2 separate regions of the Ovis aries genome follow, and region 1 is linked to region 2. A link is a contact called in public Hi-C data. All regions are on one chromosome and are shown on one strand. The core of a region is the stretch at or near the end of the contact, and the rest is flanking DNA. Distances in the headings are between cores, read along the strand shown. Region 1 overlaps ZBTB20 (zinc finger and BTB domain containing 20). Region 2 overlaps ZBTB20 (zinc finger and BTB domain containing 20).

What was found. Hi-C and Micro-C count contacts between places; a contact is called where the count stands out from the background.
Region 1: a Hi-C map of hypothalamus shows a contact between it and region 2, with 4 times the contacts expected there. The contact joins two enhancer-like sites. A contact is called at or near these places in 6 of 16 Hi-C or Micro-C datasets (hypothalamus, liver, muscle and 2 more).

Annotation. Positions count from the first base shown.
Region 1 is chr1:180,707,952-180,712,088 of ARS-UI_Ramb_v3.0, reverse strand. All of the region lies in intron 1 of ZBTB20 (zinc finger and BTB domain containing 20), which reads left to right. LOC132660066 (a long non-coding RNA gene) reads right to left here. Exons shown (of 3, transcript XR_009601262.1): 1 at 2,702-4,137. Among named protein-coding and RNA genes, the nearest start is that of ZBTB20, 49 kb to the left of the region's middle. Within about 2 kb of position 2,143, at least 5 of the 54 cell types and tissues checked have an H3K27ac peak or open chromatin away from gene starts, as enhancers often do. A contact at or near this core is called in hypothalamus, where this site is marked.
Region 2 is chr1:180,441,430-180,445,674 of ARS-UI_Ramb_v3.0, reverse strand. The region is part of intron 4 of ZBTB20 (zinc finger and BTB domain containing 20); the gene reads left to right. Among named protein-coding and RNA genes, the nearest start is that of ZBTB20, 320 kb to the left of the region's middle. Within about 2 kb of position 1,709, at least 8 of the 54 cell types and tissues checked have an H3K27ac peak or open chromatin away from gene starts, as enhancers often do. A contact at or near this core is called in hypothalamus, where this site is marked.

The sequences.
Region 1 (4,137 bases), core at 894-3,393, 270 kb before region 2:
CAAACTGGGTTTTGTTAGTTATGTGCCAATGAGTTTTAGCTGCAGTGACAGCGTGGGTATTACTAAAGTGAGACTCTTGTTCTTTGTTTTACATTGAAGTTTAAAGTCCATATTTACAGTTTAAATCCTTGAAGCAGTTTAAATACCTTTTGCCAGTATATTTATTTGATGGCATTGGCCGTAAGGTGAAAGGTTGTCACTAAGGGTGGGTAAAAATCTAGTAATTATTTTTATTATTACATACTCCTCTATATTACATCTGGGGATGTATTTTGAAAGGAATAAGTTATTCTGTTTTGTAACTTTTATTTTGCAGATGAACTTTTACATTTATAGGGCTATCACTGTGGTTAGTAAGAATGCAAACTTTCTTAACAAGTTTTTATCTTGGGACAGTTTCCTTTTAGTATGTTACTGTTTATTATGCTTGGGGAGGGAGGAGTCGGGGGCTGGCCATCTTTTCACAAAGTGGAAGCTATGAAGTGTATCAGGCCATCTTGTGCAACAACTGTAAGTATTCATTTAACATTTCGGGAACTATAAATAATATATTTGTTAGTTCAAGCATAGTTTTGAGGTGCTTTCTTTTTCCTTTATTATTTATTTTTCTTTTTTATGGTGGGAAAAGTTGCCTTCACAACTAGCTGACATTGTTGAAGAGTTTTCCCAGAACAGTGTTCTTTGATTCAAAGAAGTAGTTAAATAGGTCCATTTGAAATGGTCTCCTTAGTGGAATTTTATTTGGGTTTGTCTGAAAGTAAAACTGTTACTCCTTTGACAAAAATTAAGTCAGGTGGTAAGATACACAAATATTTTCAGCATACACATAGCAGTGATAGAAAATGGATGCTAATCTATAGAGATCTTTGATAGTAATAATCACCTTTTTCATAATAAAGTATTTATTTAATAGAAGTGACACTTTTTTTTTTTTTTAATTCCATTGGGCCTCTCTGACTACACAAAGAAGTCCATAAAGCAATATTCTTAACCCACCTGGGATGCTGGAGCAGATTCCCAAACACATTCTCGATGTTCAAACCTAGTAAAATGTTTATTAAAAATCCATTATTCTAAGAAGATGGTGAACTTTTGATACTAAAAGGTTTTTTCCCCTTTCTTTTAAAAAATTTGTTCAGAGACTTTTAATTTGCTTGTATTATAAAAAGTGTCTTTTAAGCTGGAAGGCCAGCTTTGACCAAGAGTAGTACAGATGCTAAAGACACTCAGTCAAGTCCTGTCAGGGATTTTTTTTAACCCTGAAGGTCTAAAGGGGAACTTTGAGGGAACCTACTGAAAGTGTATGTTCATATGGTATGCAATATATGGTGTTTCAAATGTGATTTTTTTTTTCCATTTGAGACTTTTGACCTAAACATTTGTTTAAAAACTAGTGTCAAAGTGTGCATGTCTGATGCACCTGTCATTTTCTATATTAATATTATGAGAACTACCTAAAATTCAAATCTTTTAAAAATAAATCTTTACTATATCTCTTGACTAATAATTCTCTTTTTCTGTACACATGTATATGAACAGATACCTGTGTGCACATGCGTATATATCTATGTTCTCATACATGTGTGGATAAAGGAAACAGATTCTTTGAGGATATGACATCTTAAAATTTTGTGTTAAGCATATTTAGGTTAATTAGAAGCAAACCAAAAAAAATAGGTTTTTAAGAGAAGATGAAAATTTCCTTTAACCTTCTAGAAAGAGTAACAGTAAACATTTAGTCATTTTTATGGTTGGTTTGAGTTTTAGAATGTGTATATATTTTCTTTTGCATTATAATTCTGAGCCTTCAGTAGATCTAAAATATTTTTAGCATGAAAAATAATCACAGCCTTTTCTTGGAGGGACTGTCACAATCTAAATACGGCAGGACATTATAAAATGTGCATAAGTAAACTTAAAACCAGTGTATTCTGCTATATAGGGATTTGGAAAGCTGAAAGGCTTGCATCACAGGAGGGCTATAGAGTGCCAGAAGAATTTATTAACTAGCCTTACTTGTTATGGTGGGCTTTTCCTATCAGCACATGAAATCTGCCTGTTGAAAGCCCGAAGTCTTGGTCAGGTCACAGTATGTTTCGTTTTAATGTTGGAGCAGACAGTTATCTAACACACCCACATGAGGAAGTGTTCTAAAGCAGTTATTTCATGCTTTGCCATGCCCTGTAGCTAAAACAATTTGGTATTGAGTGACGTGTTATGTGCTTTTTAACTCCTATCTGATGAAAATCAGTTTTGACTCCTTGAAAAGGACCAAAATAGTGGAATGCAAGGCAACGTAACTCAAATGCTAAGCACATGTTAGTTTAAACTTTTTTCTAACTTAAGGGGAGAATCACTATGGTCATTTTTAATATAAAGACTATATAGTGATTTCTTGGATTGTACTCATTAAGATTTCAAGACTTTTGGATACTTTTCTTCTTCACATTTTTTTCTCCAGAAGCCTACATTCATCAAAGAAATAGCAGCTGCATATTTTTCCCTGAAATGTGAACAAATAAATGGTATTCCTGTTTATTTATCTATTTTTGAATTTTAATGATTAGTCCTTGTGCTAATAAACAAATTCCCGTATTCATAAAATCTGGCACTTCATAAATATCCAATTGTGTGATTATCTACACATGTTCTGGCTTTCTATAAATATAGAAATTATCAGTGGCTGTGTTCATGAACTTACCCAAGCTTGAGTAGCGGCTAGTCCTGCTGCCACAGAGGAGCCAAGTTCAGACCCTGAGCAAATGCATTGCCCCAGGGTCTGGCAAGGTGTGTAGAGGCAGCATCTGGCTGATACTGCTAACTAGTGATCCTTTCTGGCAAAGGAAGCACTGATGTTGACATTCTTTGAATGCCACTAGTTCCAGCCTTCTTCAGTCCCAAGGGTGGCCTCTTTTAAGTCTAAAACTTGATAATAGATATTAGAGCTGACTTGTCTTGGAGGCCACTTTAGAAACATTTTAGCAAACTACATTTTTCAGTGGAAAATGTACTTTATTAAACTTCTACAAAGGAATAAGCTAGTACTTCACCTTAAGGTCCTTAGCCAGTGAGAATGTAATTAGCATGAAAAGTTGTGTAGCACTGAAAAGAAAACTTAAATATTTTCATTTATATGGCCATGTAACTATCACAAGCATATAGAAATCATATACTGCTTACATAGTAATAGTTCACCCCACATCAAGGGCAATAAACACTAGCAGTTGTGCAAGTTTGTACATCTAAGAGTTATTATTCAATTAGAAATCAACCCTTTTGTATGATTTTTTTTTCATGTTGTATAAGCCATTTTGGTTAGCTTATGCAACACTGGGTATTATTTATAATGTTTCTAGAGTCAGCATTGGCCATTTGATTCTTTGCTCCAGACTTTCAGATTACATATGCAATTCCTAGTTTATTTGGCAAAAACTTGGTGAATTTTGCAGTTTTCTTGTAAACCAGTCTTTCATGCATGTCCATTGCTTATGTAATTTCTAGCATTTTGTAGAATCCTCAGGGATTATAACCAATGGCAAATAACTAGCAAAATCCTTTCAATTCTTTACCGAAAACCCAAGGGCAATATCTGTATCCTAGAATTCCTAGAGAAAGTCTAAATTCATGTATTTTCCTGTAACATAGATATTATATATTTAATTATCAAGTAACATTAATGTCAGTTATGTTTAATGTATCAAAATAGATTCTTTGAGCTCTATTACTTCTAATTTCAATGTAGGCTGTGGGAAGAAATAATGCCATCTATTATTACTATCATGTATGTGTAACCACTACAGCAGATGTTAGAAACAACATTCAAGGGCCTATAAGAAAAAAGGGCTTTTCTGCCACTCTAGCTGTTCAGCTGTAATAATGAATAAGTGGCGTGCTATTTCCACACTAAACTGTGGAAAAATTATGCTTGACTTTGGCTTCATAACCTCTTCTCTAGGATCAAGCTTTTTTGGTGATTCTACAGTTTGCTTGAAAATAATCAGCTTGAGGACATGGAACTTGCCTTTCTGGAATCTTTTGACACTCAGTTGAACCTTCAGTTTAGGGTATTCTGTAGTTCAGTTAATCAATGTACCCCTTATATAATTGCTTTAACTTAGGGAAAGTTAGCTACTGACT
Region 2 (4,245 bases), core at 460-2,959:
AAGACATTGCATTTTGCTATGACATGTAAATGAGTATGAACATGAGAAAACTTAGACCAAATGGTTGTTCCTCCCGTGAGCCAGCAAACACTGACCTGTGTTTGAGAGAAAATGACCTTACCCACAATTAATTACATATAGGGCTAAAATAATTATATCTTTTCATTGATTTTCTTTATTTTCACACTATCCATGGGAATTTTGCCAATTCTTTATAGAGTGCTTTAAGCTTATTTGCAACAGCTTGGATAAAATACACTCGGAATATATGCTAGCGACTCTGCTCTGCAAGCTGAATGGGGGATAACATGCCTCAGAAGTGTATGCTTAAACTCTTTGGTCCTTCTCAAAGAGAGCCCCTCAAGAGCTCAGGTGACCATAAGAGCTCTGAATCCACTTCAGAATTTCTCAACTTTTCATGCTTCTTACGTTCTATGCAGGGTGATGAAAGGACAGACTTCGCAAGTGAAACTGGCTTGTCTTTTATCAAACAAAAGTTTTAAAACACATTTTTGTACAAATGTATACACCATAAAGGACTACTATTTAGCCCTGAATTTCTTATTTGTCAGAAACTTCAGAGTGATTTTTGAGAGAAACTTGAAAGCTTAATTCAGTCATGTAATAATGAAACTTCAATTTAACCAAACTGGAAATGCAGACAAAACCTGAATATCCCATAATAATCTTCATAATTATCCTATCAATCCTAAAGATGCTAAAGTCATTAAGATTTGCAGAATGTGATGAGAAGGTCAACGTGATAACAGGCATAATGACAGGTGGCCATCAGGGGCTGAGAAGAAATTTTATATTATGAAGGTGAAGAAGAACTTTACTTAGTCTTTCATTTTTATTCTGAAGAAGAACATTACTACGTGTGGTTATACATCATTGCCAATTTCTTAATGTATAAACAAGCAACCTACTCAATCTTTCTAGTAAAAAAAAAATTAATAGTTAACCACATAACAAAGCAATCTCCCTGTCCCATTTTCTCTTGAGTACATCACAAAACAGGAAACATATAGAAAGCAGCTATGATTAGAAATAACTAGAATAAGTCATTTAGTATAAACTCAGAGTTACAGAAACAAATTCTAACATATGGAGTAGAGATTAAGATTTAATCATGTCATTCTATCGGAAACATACTACAGAAATTTCTCTATGCAGTAAGGGATCAAGGAATATTTATTGAGTACTTATTCAGGGCTCGATATTGGATTTCATTATAAATATGAATAATAAATATAAATAACTGCTTCATATTGTTCTATGTGACAGTAAAATTATATCTATAGGTCCTACAGAATAATTAAAATCCTTTCAGTAGGTATACAAATTATGAACCTACCAATCTCTAACCAAAGATTAAAACCTATTTGCAAAAATAGCTCCATCAGTTAACCCCATTTAACTTTGCTGACATCTCAGGAAGTTTCTGTAGTTATCTAACTAGAATGTAGACTTCTGGAGACCTCTTGTGGGCCCTACATTTATGAAGCCTACAAGTGTTCTACCAGTAGAAACAAGGCAATTGCAAAGGAAAATAAGAACAAGGCTCAAGTCTACTTGAGATATCCTTACATCTATATGGAAGTGTTGGATATGGGTTCCATGATGAAGCCCAAGTATGCGAAGGCAGAATGTGTTTTCTAAGTGACACTTGGTTTTCTTACTGGAGAATTGACAACTCATAAAAGCCCAAGAGCACCCTCTAGTGAAATTTCTGGAGTAGGCCTAAGGGGCTTGCTCTTGACCTGGGCTCTCCTTTGCAAATGACCTCTGAATGCCCAAAATATAGAACCTGGGTTTCAGCTATCTGGTTTTACCTTCAAACAATTTCCAAAACACAGAGAAAGTGGTATTCTTGTCAAGTATTTCTAGTGGTAGAAATGCTTAAACACTAAGACCTATTATTCCATTGTTCCCCTGATTTTTTGTTTTTTGCTTACAATATCAGCCTGCCACACATGATTTCTATTCATAGTCTTGTGTTAAAATAGTTCCTGAAACTAATATAACTAAAAAAATAATGAGAAGCCTGAGAAATGTCTTACTGAATTATACTACTTCTGCCCCTCCCTCTGCCTTTCTCAAGCCTCTTACTCAGCTCAGATACTATATCCAGAAAGTTTTTTTGTACTTGGCAATACTAGAAGTCAAGGGTAGCAGGCTGAGATTTTAAATGGTGGTCAAAAATTATAGGAGAGGGTCTAGAAGATTAAGTCCTTGTATTTATGCACTTCTGATTTTTTATATTATCAGATTACTGCAAAGATATATTTTGATCTAAATCTTGAGCAGAAATGAAAATTGCACATCCCTCAGTGTTCAACATAGTGCCTTATTAAATTGAAGCTGCAGTTAGATAACTACAGAGCAGCTCAGATAGTTGCTGTAGTTTAGTTAAAGTTGTGAGTCTACCACTCACTTAGATTAGTAACTGGTACATAATAAATGAAACAAATCATTGCTTGACTTCATAGGTAGCTTACCACTGACTGCTGTTAATAGAAGGAACTTTGAGATCTAAATCACCCCTATTTTAGGAAAAATTAAAATTGGTGCCCCTATTAGTTAAGTAACTTGTCCAAGATGATACAATTTGATGGTGGCAGCTCCAGGACTATGATACACATCTGTTTTGCCCGTTTTAGTGTTCACTATTCTACAAGAATTTGCTTGTTAAAAAGCTTGTTATGTCACTTCAAACAATTTCATTCACATTGCTTATTGGATTTTATGTGTCTAATAATTTATGGGTATATCCTCGAGCTTATGGGCTTCCCTGGTGCTCAGATGGTGAAGAATTCACCTGGAATGCAGGAGACGTAGGGTCGATCGAACCTCATAGGTTTGATCTCTGGGTTGGGAAGATCCCCTGGAAGAATGCATGGCAACCCACTCCAATATTCTTGCCTGGAGAATCTCCATGGACAGGGGAGCCTGGCTGGCTAGAGTCCATGGGGTTGCAAAGAGTCCTACATGAATGAGCGACTAAGCACTTCAAGCTTATAGTGAGAAAAAAAGTGTACACCTCCCAATTTCATTTCTTCTGTTTTTACTTTCATGTATAGAAGAATAAATTATTCATGTAGTTACTGTTAAGAAGAATACAAAAATGTAATCATTTTCTATGAGTCATATTATTTATTGAAACACCGTGCTGCACTGTGTCAACTTTGCAGACTGAAAAAATGGGGATACCCACTGATAGTCTAGCATTACTGATAGCTATCCCTATGGTTCTGTGTTCTAATAGCACTTACCTTATAGTTGATGGTTGAATTACATGAGTCAATGCAAATAAAGGATGTGAAACATAGTTAGCATTAATTAATTGCAATATCTATATTAAATGTTAATGTCTTATTTTTTAAAAAATGAATAAGATATTCTTAGGATTATCCAGTAGAGGTCAGCGCTATGAACTATGTTAAACACTTTTTTAGTATTATGATTTGACTTCTTGAAAATAAAAGTAAAAACTCCAAGGTCTCTCCAAGTTGTTGTTTTTGAGTAAAACTGTATAAGAAATTTCCTTTTGTCAAAGAATATTGCATATTAGTTCAATAGACGTTTATAATTCTTTCATTTCTCAATTCATTATTATATTCTTAATCTTGATTTTAACCTTAATCTTATCACATATGACATTAATATTCAACCTTTCCTTCATATTATTAATGATATTTAGTAGGTGAAGTGTTTCTGTATGACAACTCAAGGCAGAATTATTCACCTTCAATTTTACTGTGTAGTTAGTACCTTAATGAAGTTTTGTTCCTTGTTCTTTGCCTACTTTGCTATCCCTCAATATACAGTGCTGATGTTTAGAATCATAAAACTAGCAAATATAGAACTAGAAGTGATCATAGATATAAATAGGTCTGATTCCTTCATCTTACAAATGAAGAAACTGACATTGCAACAGGGAAGATAGCAGGCTGAGTTTCAGTGAAAGAAGATTATATTTCCTTATATTTATAAAACAGTTGAGTCTGGAGAAACAGGTGATTCTTTGAACATATAGATTGACAATTGAGCCAATAGATTGACAATATATCTCAACACTATCTACAGATAGAAAATACATAGTATTTTAAAATATCTATTTGTTCAGTAGTACAGTATGCCATCAATGCCTGCCAGTTTTTTTAAATTCCTGTCACTTTACAATGTTAATAACCCTCACTGAAACTCTTTAGTGATTATCTTTAAGGATTTTCTTCTCCAGCT